6 separate regions of the Mus musculus genome follow, and regions 1, 2, 3, 4 and 5 are each linked to region 6. The links are chromatin contacts, called in public Hi-C, HiChIP or PLAC-seq and Micro-C maps. All regions are on one chromosome and are shown on one strand. Each heading gives the region's core, a stretch centred on a gene start, on an enhancer-like site or on the middle of the called end of the contact. The rest is flanking DNA. Distances are from core to core; before and after follow the strand shown. Region 1 overlaps Gabbr2 (gamma-aminobutyric acid (GABA) B receptor, 2). Region 2 overlaps Gabbr2 (gamma-aminobutyric acid (GABA) B receptor, 2). Region 3 overlaps Gabbr2 (gamma-aminobutyric acid (GABA) B receptor, 2). Region 4 holds the start of Col15a1 (collagen, type XV, alpha 1). Region 5 overlaps Gabbr2 (gamma-aminobutyric acid (GABA) B receptor, 2). Region 6 holds the start of Gabbr2 (gamma-aminobutyric acid (GABA) B receptor, 2).

Region 1 (3,202 bases), core at 595-3,094, 220 kb after region 6:
ACTCACTGTCCCCCCATCTACTCACTGTCCTCCCCATCTACTCACTGTCCTCCCCATCTACTCACTGTCCTCCCATCTACTCACTGTCCCTCCCCATCTACTCACTGTCCTCCCCATCTACTCACTGTCCCTCCCCATCTACTCACTGTCTTCCCCATCTACTCACTGTCCTCCCCATCTACTCACTGTCCTCCCCATCTACTCACTGTCCTCCCCATCTACTCACTGTCCCCCACCTGCTCACTGTCCTTCCCATCTACTCACTGTCCTCCCCATCTACTCACTGTCCTCCCCATCTACTCACTGTCCCCCCATCTACTCACTGTCCTCCCCATCTACTCACTGTCCTCCCCATCTACTCACTGTCCTCCCATCTACTCACTGTCCTCCCCATCTACTCACTGTCCCCCCATCTACTCACTGTCCTCCCCATCTACTCACTGTCCCCCATCTACTCACTGTCCCCCACCTGCTCACTGTCCTTCCCATCTACTCACTGTCCTCCCCATCTACTCACTGTCTTCCCATCTACTCACTGTCCCTTCCCATCTACTCACTGTCCTCCCCATCTACTCACTGTCCTCCCCATCTACTCACTGTCCCCCACCTGCTCACTGTCCTTCCCATCTACTCACTGTCCTCCCATCTACTCACTGCCCTCCCCATCTACTCATCATCCTCCCCATCTACTCACTGTCCTCCCATCTACTCTCTGACCCTCCCATCTACTCACTGCCCCAAGCTTCATCCTTGCCCACAGTGGTTTCCATCTGACACACAGTTCAGCTCAATTACTGCCTGTTTTTTTTTCTGCAGTATCTTATACATGGGACATAGGCATGTCTGATAAATAGCACCTGAATGAATGATTGGAGTAATGAATGCTCCTATCATAGATTAAAGAGAGATTCCAAGTCCACATGAGTGAGGTAAGCAGATTGCACAGGGCCAGGCTACCCATCTGGGTGACTCAAGCCCATGTAGATAAGTGATATTCCCAGCACTCCCACCTCCTCTGACAAGCTAACTTTGGCCTACCAGGGGTTGGGTGAGGTAGGGTTGCCTATCACTGGTTGCCTACAAGATACCTGGTCTGAACCATCGGGTGAGATAGATGGGAGATAGAGAGGGGCCACCAGGATCCCAGGTAAGTAGTGAGTGGCAATATGGTTCCAGCTCAAATTGTTTGGATGTAAGCTTGTCTCCTCTTTTAGACAGTGAGCCTGTGAGCCAATGGTGACAGTAGTGTAGGGACAGTCCTTGTGACTTGGAGTGAGACCTGGCTCTTAGTCTATGAATTGAATGTTTGTTGACTGAATAAATGGTCATAGTATGACTACAATCCAGGGTTCTCCTTCCAAAAGCAGACGTCTCGGGCTGGGGAGGTGGCTCAGTGGATAGAGTGTCACAAGCACAAAGATCTGAGACTTAATCTCCAGAACCCATGTGAAGCCAGGCGCGGTAGCACAGGTCTGTAATCCCAGCACATCTACTGTGACCCAGGATGTGGGGATGAGGGGAATCGCAGGAAGCTCCTGGACCAGTAGGCCTGTTGAACATAGACCCAGCCTCCCACAATGTGTAAAGAAGACCAGTAACTAACGTTCTCCTCTGAGCTCCACACATGCACACGCATGCGCGCGCGCACACACACATGCACATGCACGCACACACACACACACACACACACAGGACTTTTAAACACAGGAAAACCCCCAGAAGTCTTGAAACCTTGTGCCTGAGACATTGACGCAAACACAATTACACATGAGTGCAGACAACACACCACTCTGAAATCCACCGCCTCCCACTCCTGCTGTCAGATACATTTGAGAGATCCAAACAGTGTGGCTTAGCAATTTGTGTGAATTGATGCCTAACCCGACAAAGCCTGCGAGTTTCACTTCCTCAAGGCAGGGGAGAAAATTACCTATTTTTTAAACAAAAAACAGCATGGGGGAGTGTATCGTTTAGAACTTTAGTGGCCTCCCTGAGCAGGCAGTCTGGTCCCAGAGACAAGCAGACCATGAGCCCTGAAGGAGCTGTGAACATGTTGGTCACAGTAGCCTTTGCTGTAATGACAGGTGGAATGGGTAGGAACACCGAGTGCTTGCTGAGTGCTTGCTCTGTGCTGAGTACTGAGCTTAGTTCCCCCTGTAGCATTTCATTTAACTCTCACAATAAGCTCTGTTGTGGGTTAATGTTTCTGCCGCACCCACATTTGTATGTTGGATTCCTAAGCCCGAGGGCCTTGGCACATTTCAGGTGCAGTTGGTTGGGGTCACACTACACAGAATAGTGGCATTAGTAGTGTCTTCATAAAAGCACAAGTTGACAGACACACAGACAGGAGCAAGGCCCCGGATAGAAGAAGGTAGAGGGGTGACACTTCTAAGAACCATGGTACACCAAAGACTGCCAGCAAGCCACCACAAGTCAGGGGACAGGTAGCTAGCCCACCTGCTCAGGCTTTGGAAGCAATGGTCCACAACAACCTTCTGCCTCCAGGACTGGAGGACAGTGTGCTGCTGTTCTGTGAGCCTCCCAAATCAGGAGTCTTCATTTGAAACTAATTAGGCCCCACAAAGTAGAAACTAGCAACACTTTGTGAAAAAAAAAACCAAAAGGTTAATTCGTTTCCCCCACGAACTCCCTCAGAGCTCAGGTGAGTGCAGACACTGAGATTTGAACCTAAGCTGTCCTCTGCCTTTCAACCGTCCTGTTTGCTCTACATCTCTATAAACTTCCTTTAGGGAACAAAACAAGTCCCATGCAAAGGATGAAGATGAAACTAACCAATGAGTCCTCCCTCAGCACCTTTCCAGGTAGGGAACACTGTGGCCCTTGGGGAACAGCAAGGAAGACACTGGTATGCAGCTAGGAGGACTCTGCCCTTGGTTTTTGTTTGTTTGTTTTGTTTTGTTTTGTTTTGTTTGTTTTGTTTTTGTTTTTGTTTTTTAGGCCAGCCACTTCTAGGAAGACCCTTAATTTTTTTTCCTCACACTTAATTTTTTTGTCTCACATGTCTCAGGCTTATCTACTCACTATGTAGCCAAAGATGACTTTGAACTTCTGATCCTCCTGCCTCCACCTTCCCACGTGCTGCGATCACAGGTGTACATCACGCTTGTGTCCACCTGATTGCCCGATGCCACCCGACACTGCCCCAGCCTCGCCCCTGACTCCGCCCCTAGCCCCGCCC
Region 2 (3,061 bases), core at 86-2,585, 240 kb after region 6:
CTCAAAGTGATCAAGGAGCAGATGTAGAATACAAATCAAATAAAGAGGTGACATCGAAGCACGCTGGACCCTGTGGATGCTGCCCCTAGCCCTGCCAGATCTGCCACACTGGAGACTGTATCTCTCTAAGCACTCAGCAGGTAGCTGGGTACCACTTGGCCCCACTCCATCTTTGATCACCTGTAGCTTTTACTACTGTGCCCAAAACCAGGATGGGGATTGGGGAAAAAAAATCCCTGATATGAACTTTTCCCTGTGAATGCTTCCCATTAGCAAGACGCAAATGGAACTGGTTAGCAGGGGATTATGGGAAATGTGACTGGGAGGCCTGAACACCCCTGCAACACAGAGAAGAATATATGGATGAGAGAGTGAACTATGAGTATTGCCTGGGTCGCAGCTACCAAACCCTGTTGCCTTGGGATCTAATTTCTCACATGGATTGGTCCCCAGTGAGGCGGCAGCCCTGGACTGGCTCTGCTCAAGGAGAGCCGTGACATTTATATATGTAAAGGCTTTCTGAAAGGGGAGCACAATTCTGGGGTTTTAGAAAGTAGGAAGGAGACCAAGACACAGCTCCATGCTGCCTCTCTCGGCAGCCTGAGGAGTCCCCTCATCTTCTAGGAACCTTAGTGTGGGTCAAACTGAGATTGGTGGCTTCGGAGCAAAGAATTTTAGGTCGAACCACTTTAAACATAGAGTTAAATATGAGAGGTAGAAGAAAGAGAATTCAGAAGGAAACACAAGGCCTGCCTGAGGGCACGGACTTGGGAACTGCGGAGAGTAATACACACACCCACGTGTGGGCAACAGGCTCCTCAAAGGACAAAAGTCCTTGTCTTATTAGTAATTCTATATGCTATTTTGGAGATGCTTGAGTTATATCTCAAAGGGTTGCTAAGAAACATATATTTCCTTCTCTCTATCTTTTGATAAGTGAGGTGGGTCTGAGCCGGCAGAGATGGAATTGTAACCTGACAGGCTGCACAAGAGGGTTAGTACTTGCCTGTCCCTGTAAACAGGGCGTCTAGTGAGAATCCTAGGAAAGCACACGTTTGCACCTGTGACAGGGCAAAGGCCTTAAGCAGGGGCTAACCCCGCCGGAACTCTTGCATCCCCGCTGGAGAGAAAGGTCAGCTGTGTTCCGGGACGAAGCCTCCTCTCTCCTCATGTCTCCAGTTTTCCCTGTCTTCCTACCTGCCTCTCACACTGTTTGACTGCAGTGATCTACCACAAAAAGCCAGAGAAGGCTGGTGAACCCTAGGACTTCTCTCAGAAGCCCTCGCCTCCTCCTCTTCCTGCCCACATCCCCTCCCCAACAGGAAGTCTTGGGTTAGGTTGCCGGAAGCAGACAGTGAAGCAAGTGTTGCCTACAGGAAGGGAGGTGGGAATGAGACCCAGGAGCAAGGACTGCAGAAAGAACTCAGAGAAGCAAGACCAAGTCCACAGCTAGATCAGCCTCTCTTCCTTCTTCACCATCACAGCCCCATCACTGACTGACATTTCTTATTCATTGATTGATACAACAGTCCCCTAGAGTGAGACTCGGTGCCCAGTGGGGTACTTGGGCAGAGCATAGTATAGCACCCCTGGAGACTTAGCTGGCTATTCAGTGGCTGAGGAAGAGGCTCCCTGGGCATCGTAGTGAGACCCATATTTAAAACAAAGAATACTTGGCACAGGGTAGGCCAAATGTCGTGTTGTGAGCTGGTCATCTTGTAACCCGGAGGGTAGCTTCTAAAGAGGCTTCCTTCATTACTCAGGAGCAAGAGTCCTTCCTCATCCAGGCCAACGGCCCTCTGAGTAGTTGACAATGATGAAGGGAAACTGAGTGGCAGGTCGCTCGGTAAACTGCGTCACATGACACCTGTGAGCACCTGAACTAATGTGTTGCACACGCTCACATGAACACACACACACACACAATTTTTAAAGTAACAATAAATTTTTACAAAGCAGGAGAGTGTTTTTCTCTCCCACCCATTCCATCTGGCCACGCACACGCCCCCACATGCTTTTTAATATAACCAGCAAAGAATCCACCACCGGACAGACCACATTCTACTCCTAGTTGCCTTTGGGATTCTTCAGATGCTGGCAAGAGATCGGCAAAGAATTTAGGGCTCTGCCCTTGGGGGGAATTTCTTTCCATTTTCTCCTTGTGGAGAGTGGTTTGCATCTTTCCCACCCAGGTAAAGTGGTCCATTTGCATAAACATGATCTTTTTGGAAGGTGTTCTGTGATTTCCAATCATCCCTAGAAATAAAATCACAGCTCCTGTCTCACCTTCCCTTGAAGTGTTTTCACACTTTAGGGAATTGCTTACTGTCACCTGAATGTAGAATTGGGTGGGTGTTCAGTTTCAAACTGATACTACTCACAGCTGTCTACAGGGCTTCTCAAGGTGTCAAAGTGGCTTTGGAAGGTGTTTCTGAAGATGAGGTGCGGGATCCTCTTAGCTCTTAAAGACACAGGCCTGCCTCACCTTAGGGACTGCCCCCATCCCATGCCCCACCCCACCTCCACCCCAGGCATTCTCCTGACAATGCAGTGCGTATGGACCACCATTGCCCTGGCTGCAAATGCTCCGCACACAGTGAGAGGAAAGCAGGATTCCATGGAAACAGCTTCCTTCCTGAGTTTTCACCAACTCCAGTGAGAGAGCCTGCGTCTTAAATAAAACAATTAGGGATGTGGCTCGATGGTAGAGCACTCAGCTCATGTGCACAGGGTCCTGTGTTTGATCCCTGGCACTACTAAACAAAATGAAACTGTGATCGCACTCGTGTGTGTGTGTGTGTGTGTGTGTGTGTGTGTGTGTGTGTGTGTGTGCGCGCGCGCGCATGTATGCCTGCGTGCACATGGAAGCTGGAGACGATCTCGGGTATTGGTCCTCACCTTTCACCGAGTTTGAGACAGGATCTCTTTATATTCAAGGCTTCCTACACCAAGCCATATGCCCAGGGTTTCGCCCAGGAATTTTACAATTCCACTTCTCATTTCAACATAAACAGCACTGGGAATGCAAGTGTTTCCGCCACTCCCAGACTTTTACAGAGAT
Region 3 (3,409 bases), core at 146-2,645, 180 kb after region 6:
CAATTAGTGCAAACATGTAAGGCTGTATGTACTGGCTAGCTAGCTGGTCTCTGTGTCCTAGCCACTTTGGTATTGGAAAGGACACCTAGACACATTTTAACAGATGTGTTAATGTACAAACTTGAAGGATAAATCCCACAAATAATCTAGACAGAGCTATGGGGGTTGTAGCAGGGGCGGGAGTCAAACTTCCCCCAAGGTTCTCACACCCAGGCTGCCCTCCAGCCTCTTTGTACCATGAAACCCTAGGGTTATTGGAGCAGCTGGGACATACATGTTACTGTGTGAGGCTCACGTGACATACCAACAGGGAACCTTTCTGGAAGGTGGTCCTGAGAGCCAGCTGGGAACCATGATACACTTTATAGCTGAGGTCAGGATAGAAACAGGCAAGTGGGGACCGCAGAATCAGAAAAGAGAGCCGTCTAAACAATTGCTGTACATGGGGAAAAGCATGGGACCTCCCATAGAGTACAGAAATGGGCACCGCAACAGTAACAGAGATGTGAAATCCAGAGTGCACCCTCAGAGCCTGAGAAATGGAAACTTGAAAAAACAGACACCAAATTCTTGGTTTCTGTAAGAGAAGAGACCCAAGAGAGGCAAGTTCACAGCCAAGCCTGACAGAGGAGGACGGTTGAAGTGAGCTGAGAGTCAGAACCCCGCTGGCGTGAGACCCAGGAACCCCTCTCTACCGCCACCTACATCTAAAACTGTAGCTAGAGGACACTAAGATAAACCTGGGCTGAAGGAACAACATGGTGGTATTCAAACCCAAAGCTGCCAGAACATGGAAGACAGCAGCAAGGAAAGTCTGGTCCATGTGCCCAAACAAAGCAAGCTTTAAAACAATGCTCCAAATAGGCCATGGCAGACCAAACAGCAATTCTGACCAGAAACCTGAATGAGGTCAACTTCAACATGAAATGCCAGATTGTTGTTTTTGTGTTTGTTTCTGTTGTTGTGTGGGTGTTTGTTTGTTTGTTTTGTATTTAGTTGTTTGTGTGTGTGTTGTTGTTTGGTTTGGTTTGGTTTGGTTTGGTTTGGTTTGGTTTGGTTTGGTTTGGTTTGTTTGAGATAGGATCTTTATGGCCTGTTCTGCCTCAACCTCTTGAGTTCCTGCAGTATGGAACCCACCCCAGCATCCTGATGCAGGTATTAAGGGCTAATGGCTGGCCAGAGGTCTTCTACAACGCACCCAGAATCCTGCCAAAGGGGATCAAGAAGCAGGCACTGGGCAGGCCTGCTATGGATGAGGGGACAGTGGTGTGAGATGACCAGGCACGTGGGTTGTCCCTACTCCAGTTGATAGCTTGGTGAACTACAGAGCTGGCCTGCAGGAGGACTCCAAGGTAGGAGGAACACAGAACAGGAAGCTCCCGTTAGCTCTCTTTTTCCATTACAGGCATAACTGACATTTGCATTTGAATGCTTGCTAAGCACACTCTCCTCTCTGTGTAGCCTTCCCACGGTGCTCCTCTCTTCCTCACCACAAACAGGAGCTCAGTGCAGGCTTTGACCCAAGCAGGCCTGGACTTCTTTCCTTCCGCTCCTTGCCCAGCTATTGTCAGACACCCAATAAGCTCCTATGACAGTCCTCTCGAGCAGAGCACTCCCAAGATTGAAGAATTGGTGGCTGGTGTCACATTGGAAACCCAAGAAAAGGATGAGAAGCAAGAAATGAATCCATGGCATGTCCCATTCTGAAATAATCCTAGGAGTTCCTGTAAAAGCCATGAAGAGCCAGGAGACTGAGAGCTCCCTGTGGTCCCTAGGCCCACAGAGCAACCTTGTGTGGGCATCACTGGTGGGGTCAGGGATCTCACCTCTGATCTCTTCACAGCCTGTCCTCTGACCTCAGCCCCTGCTTCTGCTTCAACACCCATGACAGACACTACCCAGTGCTTGATTTGTGCTTAGATTTATCCATTCTTTTAATCCTCCCAGTTACTATACAGTAGCGGCCAGCAAATGATGGCCAATGGGCCAAATCTGGCCCTCCGTTCCGTTTTATAAATAAAGTTTTATTGTAACACATTCATTTAGCACACTGCTTTGGGCTGCTTTTGTGCTCCAGCGGCAAAACAGAGTAATTGCCACAGAGAATAATTGCCCATAAAAACCTAGATTATTTACTACCTGGCCCCCTATAGGAAGTATTATTATCTCCATTCTACACGTTGAGAAAATGCAGCTCAAGGAACTTGACCCAGGCTGGAGGCCATGCAGCACCCTGACAGACGTGGCAGTGTGGGGGTGAGGCTGAAGGAGGGCACGGAGCCACACAGCATGGTCCCGGCTTCATGCCCATCTGCCCCTCGGTAGCTGAGGGATTCTTCCATAGCCTTTGAACATTCCGGATAATGCTCATATCCTTTCCCTTATGAGCCTTCTCATCAATAAATCAGAAAGGAGATAGCTCTGCAGCTTACACACGTGGGGGGAGGCAAAAGATGGGGGACATGGGAGTCAGCAAGTCTTGGGCTTGGCAGGAATCCCCAGTACTCACCTTAAGTACCTATTAAAGGCTGAACTCCCACAAGGCATCATGGGATCTCTACCTGTGTCCCACAGGGCACATGCAACCCAAGATCGCTATGAATGGGGTCCGACACAAAACTGTAACCTTTTTAGAACATTGCGAAAGGTTTCTGCAGTGTCTACTGGTAACTAGGTTGTGCAGTTCGTAAGTATAAACATTGTGGATGACATCACCGAGTCTCGCTGTCAAAAGACTCGGTACACCTGCTGGAACCAGGTCTCTGACTCTAAAAAGAGTAACCTATTTTTGAATGAGTCGTAAAAATAGCCCAATACTGGTAAGCTTTCTGCAGCTGAGAGGGCACAAAGGTGAACCAGCATTGGGCCCATCAAAGAGAGAGGACAGCAGAGTCCAACTCAGGTGGGGACTCACAGGTCATTTCCTATGGCTGATGGATGACACAAGGCTATGTGTATGGAAATCACACAGATGTGCCTTTCTCGAGGCTAGAAGCTAATACACGTTTTGGCAATTGAAAATGATGATGTCGGGGCTGATTCCTTCTGGAGCTCAGCCCAGCCCTGCCCAGGTCATCTAATGTCAGATGAGTCCTGCCCAGGTCATCCAGTGTCAGATGAGCCGCCTTAGCTACTGCCAAAGCTTGAGCCTCATTCCATGGGGCGTTGCATCCCCTCAGTCTCTGGGATGTGGATGTCTGTAGGAGGCTCTACTCTACATGAGACAGCCTGAAGATGCACCCTCCCAGCCTTTGCTCCACGGAAGAGCCCTAGCCAGAACTGGTTTCTCCTTTCCCTGAGCGGCCAGGAAAGTCTTGGTAGAGACTGTCCTCCTTTTCCCTGAATCAACCGCCCCCACATCTGTTCAGGCAGGAAGCCCAGGCCAACCTCTGGAAATAGCTTTGCCCAA
Region 4 (3,281 bases), core at 441-2,940, 220 kb before region 6:
TCCAACTGCCCTTTGATCTGCAAGAAACACCAGGCTGGGCGCCCTGGCAGGAAAAGCTATCATTGCATCTGCGCCTTGCTCCCTTGCAGATCACGGGCGGAGTGATACCAGGCATTTTCAAGTAACTACGGAGTCAAACAAGACCACCAATCCTGGACCAGCTTCCTAGGGGACTATACAACACTTCTCCGCCTTCACTGTTTTCAACTGGGCTATGCGCTACTTCTCTAAGTCCAAAGCGGGTCAGGGCTGTTGTTCCAAAAGCCTGGTTTTGCTGAGTACATAATGCAAAGGCTGAGCAGGGACAGGAACCTGCCCAACTGGGTTTGAGTTCTGGCTTTCATAGTTGCCACTTCCTAAGCCTCCCCAACAATGCTTTCCAACACAGGCACTCCTGAGAAGAGCAAGGTATCTTTCCGACACTTATTCTCATGGAAAGGACATTATTTCCCATCTGTCCGTTACACTTCTCAACGCTTCTGGAACAATGAGGGTCTAGTTTACCAGATCTTCTCAGATGAGGAAACTGAGGCATGCAGAGTGAAAAAATGTTGCCCACAGTCACCCAACAGAGGCGCAATTCACACCGGCAGTTCGACTTTAAGTCAGACCCACTTTAATCCAACAGCTTCTGAGTCCTCTCAGGGGAAACTGAGGCCCATAGAAGAGAAAGAAAGATCAGTTTCTCAGGCTTAGTCCATCATCCACTGCGCCTCTGTCCGGCAGGGATGGGGACCTCTAGTGACTCAGGCTGAACCAAACACGCTAGCGACTCTGTTCTGTTATGTCAGGAACGACTAGGATGTCAAGGTATCCCTGCCGAAGACCATGTTTTCCCATGGACTGAGTGTACATGGGACCTGCTCACCCTACAGCCCAGTGCGCACGACCTCAGCGCGGGAGCCCAGCGCGCTTTGGGATAGTTTGGCAGTGTGTTGTCACTGTACAGCTAAAACCCCTCTCTGCCCGCTCTGGTGAGCCACGTCCAGCCCAGACACTCTTGTGTGCCTTCGCTGAGGCAATCATCTCAGCGCCTAGGAACCCGGGGGGCCCGGGAGGACCCAGGGCAAGACGGCTGTGCGCCGCGCCAAGCAAGTACTCCCTTTTATGTCCAGGAATGAGGCGCCGTAGCACCCGGGCGCGCAAACCCAAGCGGCTGTGGCTTACCTGTCGCAGCGCGGGTCTGCAGGACAGCGGAGAGCAGCGCGGAGATGATGGAGAGCAGCCACCTCGGGCGCCGGCCCTGCGCGGTCCTCCTGCAAGAAGCGGTGGCAGAGAAGGTGAGGCGGCGGCTAGGAGGTGAGGCGAAGGTGCAGGGGGAGCGGGGCGCGGGTCCTACCTGTGTGTCATGGTGCAGCCGCCGGACCCCAGCTGTACTTCGCCCGCGGAACAAAGGCTGCGCTCGGTGGCGACGGCGGGATCCCCGCTGCTGCCCGCGCCTGAGTCACCCGCGCTCTGAAACCCGACTCCGCCGCGCCCTGCGCTCCCCCACGCGCGGTGCCCCACCTCGCCGCCGGTCCCCGCTGCGCCTCCCCACGCCCCCTTCTTCCCGCCACCCCAGAGCCTTATGTAACCCGCGAGGAAAGCCCCGCATGCAGACGCAGAGCTCCACAACCCAGGGCCGGCTGGGATCGCTGGGGTTTCCTTACATGACAGACTAGGCTATTGAGATTCAGAGGGGAGTGGCAGTGTCCCAAAGCTACGCGGTTGAAGTCGCTCCTGGTTGCTGTGCCACACCCAGCAGGCCAGCCAAGATCCCACTTGCATGCCCCAGAGTAACACGGTGGGGACGGAAGTCATACACAGAGCGAGGACTTTGAAGGACTCGTGGGGTGTGCTCTGAATATTTTGGAATCCCAAAACCTTGACCAAGGGGAACTGAAGTCCAGAGAAGCCAAACGATTTACCAAGGCATCCATCCAGTGAGCCACACAAGAGAATCAACATTGAAGAAAAGAGTAAGGTCTCAATGTTGACCTAGGCACATAGAGTCAGGTGTGTTACCTGCCCGCTGGGAACAAGACACCCTTTAACTAACAAGCAACACAGAAGGCAGGAATTGGGAGCTTAGCTCTTGAAAAACGCTATCCTTAGGAGCTCTTGCAGTTACTAACTAGTGCACTGCAGGAAACGTGGGGGTGAGGACACACCACAAGGGTCAAGACAGGCAGAGCCATTGGCTTTTAAGGGACCGAGGCACCGGAAGCCAGGAGGGCTCCAAGGAACTAACAAGGAAGTTAGGGGGCATTCTAAGGATACTGCCCACTTAAGGTGGCTTTGACATCTGTTCACCCTGTCTATGGATTTGAACTCTCGTTCCCCTTTTGTGCCTTCTGTGATGGGTATAACACTTGTTACAAATGATTAACCATGGGGAATTGGCTTTCTTGGGTCTGGATTTCTCTATTACTTGTAAAATGCACCAGCCAGATCTGTAACTGACTTCCTAGATAGATTTACCTAAGGAAATTGTCGCACCCAAGGTTGTTCTGTTTGACAGTTAGAGCCAGTGGCTATAAACAGGTGGCCTGGGTCTCCATGTGGTCCGCAGATAAGTTTGGTCAGTGATAGCTTCCAAATTAAAAAGTTAATAATAACAACATTTTATAATTATGAACTGTTTATTAAGATCCATATTTTGTAGGGCTGGAAGGATGGCTCAGGGGTTAAAAGCATGTAGTGCTCTCGAAGAGAACCCAAGGTCCAGGCACCCACATAGAGTAGGCTACAATCACCAGCAACTCTAGTTCCTGCGACCTAACACCCTCCTCTGGCCTCTGTGGGCACTCCTACATGCATGTACATACAAATATATGCACACAAATTGAAAAACCAAATTTGTGGACTATTAGAATTCAGGTAGACCTGATGACATGGAACCTGCATTTTTGATGTCAGATTTTATTGGAATTTCATCAGTTGGGCAATATCCTCCAGTTTACCATGGTTGCCACCATTTTCTGCTTCACCCATCAACAAGACAAAGGACCAGTCCTACTTAATACCACACTTGAAGTCTGTCTTTGCTCATAAGTCAGAGTGAAACTGGATTGAGAGCTTACCACCCTGTTCCAAACGAGCAAACAAGGGGTCTATGGAGAGACGGCCGTGTCTAAATGAGATAGGGAAGAGCTTATGTTTAATACACAGATACAGTTTGGTTACACATATAAGATGACTTTATGCCACAAGCCTGACCTGCCCCAGGAGGAAGGTACATCCTGTATTCAGCTGATGGGGCTTGACTGTGGTTCAACTCATCAGTGCTGGATACTGCAGTA
Region 5 (3,488 bases), core at 894-3,393, 160 kb after region 6:
TAGAGAGAAGTCAGAGTGATTCTTTGCTGGATGCCTTGGTTTGTGTCAGAGGACCTGCCCAGCCATAGCTGGTGTGTGACTGTCCTCCTTCCACTACAGGACTTGGGGATGTGGCTGACAATCATGGTGAGGAAAGCCCCTAGATCTGGTAGATGGTCCTCCCTAACACTCCTCTAGGACCTCAGGGCCCTCTGCTCTAAACCAGAAAGAAAGGGCCAACTAGTCTCTGCTCACAGAGGTGGGGTAGCCGTGTGAGGGTCAGTCAGGCAAGGGCCACAAGGGTTCCAGACCACAGGTGAGGAAGGGAGTGTGCTGCCTTTGAGACAGTGTCTGGGCCATCCTTACCATCCTCTAAGCTCTCTCAGGGACTCTGCCTGGGTGTGCCTCCTGCATCCCAGCCAAGTTCCCAAGATGCCATTCTGGCCCTGGAAAACAGCTACTGCGTCAGCCCTGAGGAGAAGGAAAACGCACTGCCTTGTCATCTGTGGTCACTTTCTGAGTACCTACTGTGTGCAGGTGACTCCATTCACCCAGAATGGTGACATGGTTTAGAAAGGACTTACCAAGGGAAGGGTTAGTGCCGTGCCGGGTGTGACAGGCAAGACTTAGCAGGTGCTTATGGGATCTTCGGGCTCTGTCCCTTGGCGGAGAAAAGCCTGGGGGGAGGGGTCTTTGGCAAGCATCCTTGACTCCCACTTCACCCCAGAAGCAAGTAGGGAGCTGTGTGTGCTGAGCAGCCCATCTCTTGGCACTTCCTTCCAGACCCCCGGAACTCTTGACGTGCTGTTTCAGCATGCTATTTTATTATCCCCCAGTTCCCAGATCTTAGAGACCAGCACGCCCCACCACACCTGCTCGCACCCTGCTCCCAGCATGCCTTACTTCAGACGGCCTCTGAGCTGACAGGCAGCATGTGTGTAGGTTCTCCACAGCTATTCTGGTACACTCTGGCTTCGAGTTCTCCCCCAAGGCCCATCTGCCTGGCTTCGGGAGCCCCAGGGCCTGTGTGAAAGGAATGGAATGGAGATGTTGGATAGAGCCTCCAGGAAATTGTGAATATTTGGTTGGGAGAGTCAGCTGTGAGGAAGCCAAGCTTCCTGTCATCTATAGAAAGCCATGGAAGGGGTTTTTTTTTTAGAAGAGAGTGGGGTGGTCACAGTCCTCAGGGCCGATGAGGACAAACAGACCTGAAGCCAAGAAACCCTGTAGTCATGAAGAAGAGAAGTTACAAGGCTACAGTGACTCTTCATGTGTATTCTTTTAAAATATTAATTATTATTTTCTGTCATGTTGATAAGGTTCTTGATGCAGAAAGTTGACAAAATAAGAAAGGGGGGGAAGGAAAATAAAAAGTCAGCCATAACTTTAGTTAGTCCATTTTCCTATTGCCATTATAAAACACCTGTGACCGAGTGTATTATAAAGAAAAATTGTTTACCCAACTCGTCATTCCGGAGGGTCAGTGATGTGGCACCAACATCAGCTAGAGTCTTCTGAGAGCTTCACTGCAGACCTGAGGGTGTGAGAAGGCCAGTCATGGCTAGTCAGCCCTCTCTTGAGGACTGCATCTCTTCCTTCTGAAAGGAACACCTTCCAGGACGTAATTAGTTCCCACCAGGCCTCATGTCTCAAGGTCTGATCACTTTCCACCACAGCCACACAGAGGACCAAGTCCTCCACACACGAACCACTTCAGGAGGGCAAAGCCCAGAAACCAGTGTTAGCATCAAGCTCGGTCGTGATGGTTTTCCTAACAAGTGTGAAGAATTCTGCGGCCAGGAGCAATGTATTCTTCCTATGTGCTCGGCCTGGAGTGAGCATCCTCCCAGGTTAGCGAGTGTCCCCACCGCACCCTGGTGACCAGTAGCTGTCTGTCCCTGGGGCATATTTCAGGCTTATTTTCCAGTCTTATTCACTCTGCCGTCTGACCCTTCCTTCCTTTATTCTGCAACTATTCTGCCTGCTGAAGTGCTTCCAGAGCTGTTAGCGTTTTATTTTTCTTCAAAATTTTTATTTGTCATTCCAAGATATGTTGGAACGAGGCAGATCTGGATTTCCTGCCACCGCCTTCATCCGGTCCCTGTTCAAAAGCCCCTGCCGCTCCCTCGCTCCCTCGCTCCCTCGCTCCCTGGCTCGCTGGGCGCGCTATCACTTACTCAAGCGAGGAGAGGCCCTGATGCAGAACGCGGAGGTAACTGCCAGTTTGTGGCTGATTATACACAGAGATACAATGGACTCTTATTGGAACTTCTGTCTGCGCATCTCTGATTATCTTCCAGGGATGGTTCCTAGAAATAGCACTCGTGCATTTTGAACCTTTTGTGTGTGTTGCCAAATTGTCCTCCGAGAAGATCACACCACTGAGTGCCAGCGCCTCAACGCACATTCTCTCACCCTTGGCAGTGGCTGTTTTAATTTGCATTTCTTTGATTACTATTGAGATTGAATCTCTTTCCTAAGGCTCCTCTTGTTTCTAATTTTCCTTTTGTGAGTTTGGCGGCTCATGTGATTGGCACTTTTCCTGACTGGACCATCCTTCTGTCCCAGGTTGGTGAGCCTGCTTTATACCAGGCCACCCTCCCTTCTCACGTTTGTGGGAGGTATTTGCTCATGTTTCATGAGTCCTTGAACCTTGGCTTTGTGAGTTGACGAGTGGGATTTGTTATTTTATGTGGCTAGGTTTATCGAAGCCATTCTCCTCACCTTTAACGCTCCTCATCTTTAACGCTGTGCTCAAAACCCCCTCATCACAGGGACTCTTATAACTATGTCTGTTCTCTTCCATTGCGTCCACTGTTGCGTTCCGCCTTATCTTGAATTTCAGCTAAAATAAATAAATAAGTGTCTGAAGCATCAAATCCTTTTTCTCCTGCTCCCAGACACTCAATTATTCTTTCGGCATTTAATGACTAGATCTTTTCCAGACTCATTTAAAATGCCTACGCTAAAGTTGACCTTTAGAAAATAACATACATTTCTATATGCTTTTGACCAGTTTCGCAGGATATAAATGTAGCGCACGCCACAGATGTGATTTTAAACTTTCTGGTGGCTACATTTTAAAGTGTTAGAAAATAAATAGGCAAAATCAACTTTAACAATGTGTTTCCTTTGCTGCAACATGTCCTAAATATTATCATTTCGGCACACGTCACTGACTACGCTCCGTGAGGGCTAGGGACCCAGTGGCGCTTAGTAGGGCTGCACCAGCTTGAAGCGTTCCTGCATTGAAGTGTGTTTCGTTGCTCTAACCAATGTGGACCTGGCACCCTGGGTCTTAAGGGGTTCTCACAGCGCGACTGATTCATAGTCCGCGCTTCTTCACTCACAAACTTTATTTTCACCAAATTGATTGTGGTGAGGCTCCCAGAATGCTCTTGACTCTCTTGCCTGAATTCCAGCCACTCTCCGATTGCTCTGCGGCAGACACGACACCTCTGTGACCCATGGTGCACATTCATAAACACGGAGTTCTTGGCTCACTTGTT
Region 6 (3,033 bases), core at 325-2,824:
GAGTCTGGCCTGGAGCCAAGCTGGTGGGCAGGGAGATGGGTCTCCTCCTGTCAGTGAGACATCTTCTAGAATGTCTGGGGTGACTATTACCTCTAGACTATTTTTTTGGCTGGAAGATGGGGGTGCTTGGATGAGCTGTGCTCTTGTACAAAACCTTCAGCCGAGAGGGGAGGAATTATAGCCGCCTAGAAAGTGGCTATGCGGGCAGGCGCCCTGGCTGATTTGGCCTCAGGGTCTCTGGAGCTGTCCAAGGTACTGCCGTCCTCAATTCAGCCTGGGCTCTATCTTCCAGGTTTCCTCCGGGTTTCCTGCCCAGCTCCAAATATGCAGACTCCATTTAGATGACCCATTACAAACTGTGTGGAGGAACGGGATCTAGAGCTACTGAGAGCACCGTGGCCTCCATGTCCTCCTTTTGGAAGGGCTTTCCAATATCAGGGGTGCATAAGAGTCCTTTGTGGCTGTGCATTCTGCTTCCCCTGTATTAGCTGTATATTATCGATCAGTGTATTCTTCTGTAAAACGGGAATGATAGACCCACTGTACTAAGCGTATACGGCTGTTTTGAGGATACATCAGATATGTCAGGTAGCAAGCAGTTAGTGAAGGTTAAATTCCCACCCTTGTTACAAGGTCGTGCTTTTGGTCCACAATGCTTGGATGGGCTGTTTTATAATGTAATGTAATGTATCCTTGTACTAGTCAGGCTTTGGGATGTTGTAGGTTAGTGCTCACAAGTGCCATGATTCACAGGGAGGCACAGAGGGGTTACTCAGGTTCATCTTGTCCAGGACTACTTTGCCTGGGGTTATCCAGTGTGTTTATACCACCTGGGAGACAGAATGAGCCAAGTCCAGGCTGTGCTTCTTGGGACTGAAGACAGGGTTCCCACCCAGGGGAGAATTTTAAGGCGGGGCCCTCTGGGACTGGGGACACCGGGAGGTCAAACGCCTGGAGGAGGCGGTAGTACTCATAGGTCTCCTATCCCAGCCCTGACCTGGGCTTGGCAAAGGACTCCAGACTGGATCAAGGGTCCCAGGTTCCCTGGTAGCTGGCACAGGAGAGCGCAGGCTGCTGGTGCCCCTAGGACACCTTTGTAGAACGTTCGTTTCCTCGACTCGCCCGCCCAGACCTGGGAGAAGCAGTACCCAACCACCTTGCAGGTGCTACAGGAAGCGCAAGGCGAGGCGCCCGCGTCCCCCGCGCATAGCAGCTTCGATTCCCCCGAACGTGGGGCTCTGGAGCTCAGTCCCCGGCGGCGGGGTCAGCCGGCCGCAGCAGCCGGCGCGGCGCAGCGCCCGGGGCGCGAGTGTGCGTGTGCCGGGAGCACGGCCCTCCCCGCGGCAGCCGCAGCGCCGGCGCCTCCCCCTCCCCCGGCGCGCACGGCCCGTCCCTGTCCCCGGAGGCGGCCCGAGCCGCCGCTCAGCAGCCTTGCCTTCGCCTCCCGAGCCTCCTGCCGCCCTCCCTCCCCTGGCCGGGCTCCAGGGTCCGACGTCCCGCGGCTCCGAGCAGGAAAGAGCTGCGATCGCGCACGGAGGCGGGAGGAGGCGGCCGGGTGCGGGGCGGCCGCGCTGGAGAGAGGCGCGCGGAGACTCGGCCCCCTCGGCGCTCGCTCGCTCGCTCGCTCGTTGGCTCCCCGCCTCCCGCACTCCGCTGGCTCCCACCCCTTCCCGGCGTGATTGATCCGTCACGGGCGCCGCCGCCGCCGCCGCGGCCGTTCTGAGCGAGCAGAAGCCGGAGCCGAGCCGGGGCCCGTGCCGGCGCCATTGCGCGGGAGCCGCGGGCAGAGCTCGGCGCCGGGCGGCGGGCCGGGCCAGGCCATGCGGGCCGAGTGAGCTGGCGCCCGCAGCCCGCGGCGCGGCATGGCTTCCCCGCCGAGCTCCGGGCAGCCCCGGCCGCCGCCGCCACCGCCGCCGCCCGCGCGCCTGCTGCTGCCCCTGCTGCTGTCGTTGCTGCTGTCGTTGGCTCCCGGGGCCTGGGGCTGGGCGCGGGGCGCCCCCCGGCCGCCGCCCAGCAGCCCGCCGCTCTCCATCATGGGCCTCATGCCGCTCACCAAGGAGGTGGCCAAGGGCAGCATCGGGCGCGGCGTGCTCCCCGCCGTGGAGCTAGCCATCGAGCAGATCCGCAACGAGTCACTCCTGCGCCCCTACTTCCTGGACCTGCGACTCTACGACACCGAGGTAAGTGTCCAGTGACCCATGCCGTCGAGGCTGGGGGCGTCGAGGAGGGACAGAGCCGTGATTGTCTCCTCCTCGCTGGCTGACCGCGTACTGGGTCCATCAGGGTCTCACTGGGCTTGGCTGGAGCAGGTGGGACCCTGATCTGTGAGCACCTTCCACCTCTGTGTGGGTGTGGAATGGGGGTCTCCTTTGACCAGAGGAGGAGTTAGAGATGTGAGAGGTTGGACTCCCAGAGGCCTGCGCCGGTTGCCCCTGTCCGGTGCTGCTCCTAGGGTTGTCAGGTGCCAAGTAAGAGGAACACGCACACTGATTACAAACTGGGCCAGCCACAGCTGGACAGGCTATGGGGCCTATTCCCAGACCCTAAAAATTCCAAGCCGCCCTTTTAGGGCTAGAGGGCTCCAGGACCCTCGGGGGCCAAGCTTCGGGCAGGACCGATCCTGTGGTGCACTTCTGCAGCTCAGGGCTCGCGCGCGCCACGGTCAGCCTCGGAGCCCGGAGGGTTCTGCAGCGCTGCTGCCTGGATCTGTCCAGCGCTGGCAGTAGCTGGAGCAGTTTTGGGAGACTCCCCTTCCCCCTCTCCCCGCCTTGGGTTAGTTGCTCATAGAGTGGCTTGACAGGTCTAGCCCGGGACGTGTGGTGGTGTCCGATCGCGCTTCCACTTTTGTTCAGCAGCTGCTAACACCGCTGAGCAGGTGCACACTTGAGGCGTTCGTGTCGTGGGAGCCTAGACTTGGAGTGTGGCAGAGGGTTCCCCTCTGGCCTTCTTTTCTGAGCAGAGCTGGAGAACCAAGACCTTTCCATCCCAAACCCCGATCTCACGCCCTCATGTCTAGGTTTCCAAGGAGCCTCA

Evidence for each region. Hi-C and Micro-C count contacts between places; a contact is called where the count stands out from the background. HiChIP or PLAC-seq counts read pairs in DNA pulled down with a chosen protein or histone mark.
Region 1: a contact with region 6 is called in an H3K4me3 HiChIP or PLAC-seq map of bone marrow-derived macrophages, with 6 times the contacts expected there. The contact joins the enhancer-like site here to the promoter of Gabbr2 in region 6. A contact is called at or near these places in 19 of 39 promoter capture datasets (the 3T3-L1 cell line, 3T3-L1-derived adipocytes, the C10 cell line and 11 more), 1 of 15 datasets of contacts at CTCF or cohesin (stem cell-derived epiblast-like cells), 15 of 484 Hi-C or Micro-C datasets (bone marrow-derived macrophages, cerebral cortex, cortical neurons and 4 more), 25 of 115 datasets of contacts at active chromatin or transcription factors (SST interneurons, VIP interneurons, bone marrow-derived macrophages and 16 more) and 4 of 9 other capture datasets (adipose tissue, embryonic stem cells, liver and 1 more).
Region 2: a Hi-C map of bone marrow-derived macrophages shows a contact between it and region 6, with 34 read pairs. The contact joins the enhancer-like site here to the promoter of Gabbr2 in region 6. A contact is called at or near these places in 12 of 39 promoter capture datasets (the C10 cell line, cranial neural crest, embryonic stem cells and 6 more), 6 of 484 Hi-C or Micro-C datasets (bone marrow-derived macrophages, brain, cortical neurons and 3 more), 22 of 115 datasets of contacts at active chromatin or transcription factors (SST interneurons, T-cell acute lymphoblastic leukemia, VIP interneurons and 16 more) and 4 of 9 other capture datasets (adipose tissue, embryonic stem cells, liver and 1 more).
Region 3: an H3K27ac HiChIP or PLAC-seq map of oligodendrocyte precursor cells shows a contact between it and region 6, with 6 times the contacts expected there. The contact joins the enhancer-like site here to the promoter of Gabbr2 in region 6. A contact is called at or near these places in 6 of 39 promoter capture datasets (the 3T3-L1 cell line, 3T3-L1-derived adipocytes, cranial neural crest and 3 more), 7 of 484 Hi-C or Micro-C datasets (the G1E-ER4 cell line, bone marrow-derived macrophages, cerebellar granule neurons and 3 more), 14 of 115 datasets of contacts at active chromatin or transcription factors (SST interneurons, VIP interneurons, bone marrow-derived macrophages and 10 more) and 4 of 9 other capture datasets (adipose tissue, embryonic stem cells, liver and 1 more).
Region 4: a Micro-C map of embryonic stem cells shows a contact between it and region 6, with 2.6 times the contacts expected there. The contact joins the promoter of Col15a1 here to the promoter of Gabbr2 in region 6. A contact is called at or near these places in 2 of 484 Hi-C or Micro-C datasets (both in embryonic stem cells).
Region 5: a contact with region 6 is called in an H3K4me3 HiChIP or PLAC-seq map of forebrain, with 4 times the contacts expected there. The contact joins the enhancer-like site here to the promoter of Gabbr2 in region 6. A contact is called at or near these places in 16 of 39 promoter capture datasets (the 3T3-L1 cell line, 3T3-L1-derived adipocytes, the C10 cell line and 10 more), 13 of 484 Hi-C or Micro-C datasets (bone marrow-derived macrophages, cerebellar granule neurons, cerebellum and 8 more), 10 of 115 datasets of contacts at active chromatin or transcription factors (SST interneurons, T-cell acute lymphoblastic leukemia, VIP interneurons and 7 more) and 4 of 9 other capture datasets (adipose tissue, embryonic stem cells, liver and 1 more).

Annotation. Positions count from the first base shown.
Region 1 is chr4:46,774,828-46,778,029 of GRCm38.p6, reverse strand. All of the region lies in intron 7 of Gabbr2 (gamma-aminobutyric acid (GABA) B receptor, 2), which reads left to right. Among named protein-coding and RNA genes, the nearest start is that of Gm32208, 73 kb to the left of the region's middle. Within about 2 kb of position 1,844, at least 20 of the 459 cell types and tissues checked have an H3K27ac peak or open chromatin away from gene starts, as enhancers often do. A contact at or near this core is called in bone marrow-derived macrophages, where this site is marked.
Region 2 is chr4:46,750,770-46,753,830 of GRCm38.p6, reverse strand. All of the region lies in intron 7 of Gabbr2 (gamma-aminobutyric acid (GABA) B receptor, 2), which reads left to right. Among named protein-coding and RNA genes, the nearest start is that of Gm32208, 97 kb to the left of the region's middle. Within about 2 kb of position 1,335, at least 40 of the 459 cell types and tissues checked have an H3K27ac peak or open chromatin away from gene starts, as enhancers often do. A contact at or near this core is called in T-cell acute lymphoblastic leukemia, acute myeloid leukemia, bone marrow-derived macrophages and 1 more, where this site is marked.
Region 3 is chr4:46,809,392-46,812,800 of GRCm38.p6, reverse strand. The region is part of intron 4 of Gabbr2 (gamma-aminobutyric acid (GABA) B receptor, 2); the gene reads left to right. Among named protein-coding and RNA genes, the nearest start is that of Gm32208, 39 kb to the left of the region's middle. Within about 2 kb of position 1,395, at least 5 of the 459 cell types and tissues checked have an H3K27ac peak or open chromatin away from gene starts, as enhancers often do. A contact at or near this core is called in oligodendrocyte precursor cells, where this site is marked.
Region 4 is chr4:47,206,421-47,209,701 of GRCm38.p6, reverse strand. It overlaps Col15a1 (collagen, type XV, alpha 1), which reads right to left and starts at 1,690. Exons shown (of 40, transcript NM_009928.3): 1 at 1,340-1,690; 2 at 1,168-1,256. The coding sequence starts at 1,350. Gm12426 (a long non-coding RNA gene) reads left to right here and starts at 76. Exons shown (of 3, transcript XR_001784287.2): 1 at 76-408; 2 at 1,116-1,280.
Region 5 is chr4:46,834,991-46,838,478 of GRCm38.p6, reverse strand. The region is part of intron 3 of Gabbr2 (gamma-aminobutyric acid (GABA) B receptor, 2); the gene reads left to right. Among named protein-coding and RNA genes, the nearest start is that of Gm32208, 13 kb to the left of the region's middle. Within about 2 kb of position 2,143, at least 17 of the 459 cell types and tissues checked have an H3K27ac peak or open chromatin away from gene starts, as enhancers often do. A contact at or near this core is called in SST interneurons, VIP interneurons, cerebral cortex and 2 more, where this site is marked.
Region 6 is chr4:46,990,255-46,993,287 of GRCm38.p6, reverse strand. Gabbr2 (gamma-aminobutyric acid (GABA) B receptor, 2) reads left to right here and starts at 1,574. Exons shown (of 19, transcript NM_001081141.2): 1 at 1,574-2,180. The coding sequence starts at 1,863.